2 separate regions of the Drosophila melanogaster genome follow, and region 2 is linked to region 1. Evidence: chromatin contacts called from public Hi-C data. All regions are on one chromosome and are shown on one strand. The core of a region is the stretch at or near the end of the contact, and the rest is flanking DNA. Distances in the headings are between cores, read along the strand shown. Region 1 holds the start of sNPF (short neuropeptide F precursor). Region 2 holds the start of CG34173.

Region 1 (3,275 bases), core at 264-2,763:
TTTGAAGCTTCGTCAGATTTTTAAACTTTCAGCGCTAGTATTTGTTGACCTTATCATAATTCAGTTTACAATTAAAGGTGGAGTAGCTAGGCGATAAGATGTGGATAGCAACTACTTGGGTTTCGAATAGCTTTGCCGTTTGAATAGCTATTTCCACTTGTGTACCCGTCACTCGAAAAGTAAATTAGTTGAGAATTATTGTATATAAGCGGTACAAGAAAGCGTTTAATAGAATGTATATATGTACATATATATGTACTCCTGATCGGGAGTGTCCCTCCGATTAATTTTGTTCGCTATGCCAATAAAATGTTAAAACTAAAAACTAACGGGTATCTGCTAGTCGAGAAAATCCACGTAGCGCTCTTTATGGTTTCAAGTATAGTGAAGTGTCACGATTATTTGTTATTATTACTCAGTTATTGGCATATTCAACAAGAGAGAGAGAGATACTACAAGCATAAAGAGTACACTCTAATCTTTTAACATTTGAAATGCCGCTTAAGAAATATATTAAGCTTTATTGCAAGGCGCTAATAAGCCATATCCATTTTCGCTCGGACCAAATGACGCATATATAATGCTTACCGCATTTATAGGGCTCAACAAAATATTGTTTTTCCTGTTAAGCTATTTCATTGCTCATTAAGAGACAGCTTGTCAAAAGTGAAAAGTAAATACAGCTGCAAGATGAAATTCAAGAAGGGGAAATGCGGACAGGAGTAAGCAACCCGCATGGCAGATTACAAATATGAGCGAATAAAGGCCAAAATATCTGAATATCTATATCCTGCCTGACTTTAGCTTTCGCTATCCCAGCGTAGGCGCCGCCTACCAATATGCGTGCGTAGGTGACCAGCTCTACAACAACTTGGCCAATTCAGATTCCAGCGAATGGCAGGCAGCTAGCACAGCTTTAAATCAGTGCGCTGACGTCACTGCAACAACAACAGGATGGGGAACAAAAATGGAAGGAAGCTTAGCTTAGCGGAAGTCGACTATGGGATACTCTGTACTCATTATCATGCTGTGCAATACATATGAAGCGTATCTTCACAAATGGCTAGAAACTAAAAATACAAATGAATTTAACTTTAAGAACACAAATTGATTCTTCATTGCAAAAATTAAATATTCTTTAGATGGGATGATGGGATCCGATCACTCCTCAGAGTGCTCAAAATGGATTCAATGACTTAATGCCTTGATCAGTTAGTTATATGTATGCAAACATATATTCGCTTGAACAAACTGCTGGCCGATCGAAATACCTCCCACTTCAATTCACAAATGAGGGTATAAAATGCGTGGGCGGCAAAATGTTCTCCATTAGCGAGGACTCAAACCTCGGGTAGCCGGCTAGCAGGAAAAGCTTTTGATTGAAGAAGCAACAGGAGCAACCAGTTGAAGTTGAACTGCCTGCCACATGCCGACATCATCAACTTCGTTGGGTTTCGGGAGGAATTCGGCTTTTACGGCTGGCTATAAAGCAAGTCGTTTTCCTCGTGGCCGTTGCATTCGTTCGGCGCGCTTCGAAGGAATCTCAACTTACCACCAACCAATCAACCTTGAAACGGCTAACCGAACAGAGAGTTTCAAAAAACCCAGTTTTCAACTCAATTTTTTGTGATCTTGAGCCATCGTTTGGCCAGTTGCCAAACATTTAGTTAATTTTCAGTTGCAAAAAGCGTGGCATACATTTGCGTGCTCTCATTGGGCCAAATTCCAAACTTAATTGAAAAACTTTTTAAGGCACTTCTCCTTGAAATCCGGACATTGTGAAATGTAAAATCCAGTTAAAGCAGTGCTCGCATTCTAAAGAAAATCTTATACAGAAAAAGACAATTCGTTTGAATAAGTAAATAAAGTTTCCACTTTAAATTTCAAAATAAATTTGCGTGAACGCGATTTGTTATATTGAAGTGCAGGTAAGTTAAAAAGGCTAATAGTACATAATTAAAAAAATTGATTTTTGAAGTTTTATCCAAATTACGGCGAATAATATATGTTTACTACACTTAAACATTTCACTTCCTGCTTAAAGCTTTTCTCAAAAACATTTTCAGAAGAATTTCAAAACTCTTGTGGTACTTAATTTTAATGAACGCCACTTTGTTACCATGGTCGTATGTGATACACATATAAATTTCTTTCCGACAAAACGGAATCTTTTATATATTAAGTCAGTAGTCACCATGAATCATGTTCGCTTTTTGTACAATCGATGTACGCTTAATGTCAACAAAGGACCCTCGTCACCCGTATCAAAACGTCATCAGCTACTTTGTTAAACAAAACTCATAGAATATCAATAATTGTCAATCAACTTTTTTCGACTGTGTTGTTCAAGTCTGGCATAAAACCTTCTTACAACTCTTTGGGTCAGTGTAAGAAACAAGGCTTTCATCGAGCTATTTTGTTGACCTTTTCTACAGACCCCATTAGTTACTTTACTCGAACGGGTTATTAAACATAAACTACGAATTTTACTAAGAGATGTGGGAAGGCTAAAAAAAATAAGAAGACTCCAGGTAGGCAACATTTCGCCATTATCAAAAAAGCAGGCAAGCCAAACAACAAATTAAGATTGCTTTTACTTGATAGATCCAAATTTTAGGCATTGTGGGTATGCTGCAGCATGGCGATAACTTTCATGACATATGGCTAACAAAAAGCGGAAACGGAAGAGAAAGAAGCGGATGAAATTGCAAGACTGGAGCACGCCCCTTGTAGATGATAATCTGTTGGTAAAAATAAGTGCCCTAACAACATCTGTAAGCCGCTTGATAAATATCATTTCAAAAGTATTATCCGTGACATTTGTAACTATTTAAAGACAAACGAACTGGTGTTGAAATACGCAAGTAATTATAAAATAACGTGATCAAAGAGATACATTGCTTTACATTGCGTAACTAGCATGTAAACATTTAAATTGCGTGCGAATTAATGAATCGGATCCAGATTATGGAATATTTACAAAGTGAATTAAATGTGGACGCATTTTCATTAATTACTTATTTATTGGCTGCATTTTTAAGTCAAATATATTTTATGCTCCACCCAAAACTTTATACGATTAAGACTGTGAGTTGACTAAAATAGTTTCCACGCAGGACATTCCTTTGTGCAAAACAAACAACTCGAATTGTCCCGAAACTTTTTCATTCACTATGCAAACTTAGTGTTTTTCCTTCTTCAACTGGCTGTCCTTTTGGGCTGATATGTTGCTTAGCTGCTTCTTAATTTTTAATTTTTCCCTTGGTTATTTACCA
Region 2 (3,388 bases), core at 396-2,895, 2.0 Mb after region 1:
ATTTATAATTAAGCCTTTTCGTAAAATGTGTATTCAATGTGTCTAGTGGCAACGTACAAAAGTTGTAATATCATATCATATTTTTAAAATATTCAATGTTTCAAACTGTAGTAAATTTTTTCTTATTTGTGTACATAAATTAGTGGTCTTCGAACACTATGGTGCTACTCGTCACTATCTTTTTCCTACCAAGTTGCTAAGACTTCCCGATTAATACTGCAGGTATACTGCAGGTCGTTGCATACTTACAGGCAACGACATTAATATGGAAAATACAAGTAGCATTTTAGTACGAGGTTTAGTTTAATCATTTTCTTGTTAATTGCGCTGTTATGTTACTATTACTGCATTGTATGTATTCATCGCTTCTAAATACATTAATTAATTAATTAAAAAACAAATGGCATTTAATTGCGCTGTTCAACTACTTTAAATAGCACCCAGCGTCCACAATTTGTTGTTATACCCGTTAGTCGTAGAGTAAATGGGTATTCGCTAAAAAGTGTGTGATAGGCAGAAGGAAGCGTTTCCGACTAAATAAAGCACATGTATTCTTGATCAGGATCAATAGCCGAGTCGATCTGGTAATGTCCGTCTGTCCGTATGAGATTCAGCATACAGATTCTAGAGACAAGGACGCAGCGCAAGTTTGTCGACCCAGTTTGTCACGCCCACTCTAACGGCCTAAACACGCCAAAAACTGCCACGCCCACATTTTTAGGCAATTTTTAATTTTTTTCTCATTTTATTCCCCAATATCTATATCGATATCCCAGAAAAATGATGAAATTCGCGTTAGCACTTCCACTACCTGAGTAACTGATATCTGATAGTAGACGAACTTGACTTGAGATCGGTATACTCTCTTGTTTTAATTTGGGCAATCCGACCTAGAAATGACCGCCTGTTCTTATGAACTCCGAATTTTCGGTAACTTCAAAGGCTATCCGGTTGAGATTAAGCATGCAGACTGAAGTGGCGGCGCCCCAAGTTCACTTTAAAAGATCGTCACGTCCATAGAAACACCCCCAAACTGAGCAAATTTTCTGAAAATGTTTTGTTGTTTTTTATTATTATTTCTTATACCAATTTCACTTAATATGCTAAGCATATTTTCGGACACATTCTGTTAAAAATTTGTTATTGCTAAAAAAATGTATTTACAAGTCGATGATCTCAATTTTAGCGACATATTTTTTTGTTTTTATTTTTAATATAACACCTAATTGTTATTAGTTTATATTTAAATATTTTTAATATATATATTCGGCTTTATCTCAGTCAAAACGGAAGTACACAATCGCATCCTTGGTCTTGACTACGATAATTTCCTCACTATTATCGGAATAAAGCGGATAAGGGCACAGGTGACAGCGAACACTAATATATTAGCACGGACCTCATCTTTGGAGCGCTCCTCAATTCTAATCGGCTCAATGGACAGTGTGCGAAACATCTTGACTGCAGATGTACGCAGAGCTTTAGTTGCTATTTATCACCGTTTAACATACTTACATAGATTGCTTAACTAATTTAGAAGATTTTGTCTTTCTTCACTTATGTGTTGTGGTTGGGTAACCTATTCAAACGATTTAAATATAGAACATAGGCGGGAAAAAATCAGATTATTGACACAATCTCTGATAGATTATTCAATGACAGTCTGAGTGTTCTGGCGAAAAACTAAAGTTGTTTAGCTTATAGTACACATTATTTTTTGATTTTTTTCACCATTATGAGAGAATTTTGAGAAAAAGGACCTCAAAGTTGCAAAATAAAAAGTAGCAAATACCTAGGGCAATATTAACGTTATTCGTTAATCAATTACTGTTTGCGTGTTTTTTCGACTTTTGAAATCTACCCGGAGTCTGAAAGAACTAAATCTCACAGAAATTTTTTTGCAAGTTCTCCTTAAAGATTTCTTTAACTTTTGCGGAAAAGCCTGCGGAGCGCTTTCAGCCATTTGACCTAGGGATCCCCGCAGATGTTAAAGAAACACTAAACTTCTTTAATGCTCTTTACTTGGATGGATTATCGTTGTCATTGACAGCAGAATTGGCAAGGCCTTGCCTAAAAAGAGATCCTGTTCCTTGTTCTCCTTTGTAACTCAACGTTACGTAATACGTATCCAGATTTTTTTATATCAATGAACCTTGGCGAGTCATAACGACGGATAAGCTTCCATTACTTTCTATACATTATTTAAGGGAATATGTCTTAGTAGAGATATGGAGTAAAAAGCGAACAGGATGATAATTCCGACCGCCAGTTTGGTTTTAGGCACCACAGGATTTCCTGGACGTTCAGGAAGCTTTCATCCGTGGTTTGCCTGATGGCTTTCTTTATAAGTAACTGCTTATTTATAAATAGCTTAAAATTGGCCACAGCAGTTTCTTTTTTAAGGGAACACCATTCCATAATCACCACAGGCGCAGTATTTGGGTCTGATCCTGGACAAGCGGCTCGCCTGGAACAGATTACAATGAAAATCGCAGCTTTATGTCGGGCTAACTTAACTGGCTGCTTAAGCCAACTAGTAACCTTAACCATGGTGTAGACAAAAAGGACTTATACGTTTCCAAGCTCCTAAATCAGTCATAGCTTTTATTCTCATTCAATTAAAAATATTATATGTGGAATGATACGTTCTAATAAATATTCTTTAAATAAATTTAGAAATATTAAGTTGTATTGCACGTTAAGTGAAGTTAAGTCACGCTTTAAAAACTTAATGCATAAATAGATTGTGTGTTTGTATTGTTAGTAAAAATATCTGCGTATTTCGCTCAAATTGAACAAGTTCACATTTTTGTAAAAATAATAAACAAACAATAATCAAATATAAATACTCTTTTTGTTTCTGAAGCCTTCTTTTGTCTCCCGACCACAAAGCATCAAAGCGGTTTATCGGTTGCAATGCCGATGGAAACGCTGGACTGGGCCTAAGTCAAATACCGTGTTGTGGGCCCATTAGTCCGAGCAGATTCCGGTGCACATTATTTCTGGCCACGGCACGTGTTTGAACCGCAAACAGATTCATTTTTGCAGTACCGAGTCTCGTCCGATGAGGACAACGAAATATGAGTAGGCGGCTGCTACTAAGGGCAGTTTGCGCATTCCAAGTCTCGGTCCAGGATCCGTTGCTGGAGCTGGAGCCGGAGGCGGTGCCGGAGGAGCACTGCAATTCGTCCTCGGGGTCTTTTTGGTGTTAATAATAAATAAACGGACCGGCCGTGCAGCAGGAGTCCTGCCCGTGTTTTGGACACACTGTAGCGGATTTTAATGGACGAATGCGAGTGCAGCGGCGGAGTGGAGCTAAAACCCATAAGCCATACCCGGAGCACACCTTTTCCCAGGTGCATGTGTGACACCCGAACCCTTCCTACGT

What was found. Hi-C and Micro-C count contacts between places; a contact is called where the count stands out from the background.
Region 2: a contact with region 1 is called in a Hi-C map of the Kc167 cell line, with 2.9 times the contacts expected there. A contact is called at or near these places in 2 of 107 Hi-C or Micro-C datasets (the Kc167 cell line and pupal leg imaginal disc).

Annotation. Positions count from the first base shown.
Region 1 is chr2L:20,026,402-20,029,676 of dm6, forward strand. It overlaps sNPF (short neuropeptide F precursor), which reads left to right and starts at 1,514. Exons shown (of 5, transcript NM_165316.2): 1 at 1,514-1,928.
Region 2 is chr2L:22,052,657-22,056,044 of dm6, forward strand. It overlaps CG34173, which reads right to left and starts at 1,646. Exons shown (of 2, transcript NM_001103717.2): 1 at 1,516-1,646; 2 at 1,178-1,461. The coding sequence starts at 1,456. The coding sequence ends at 1,319.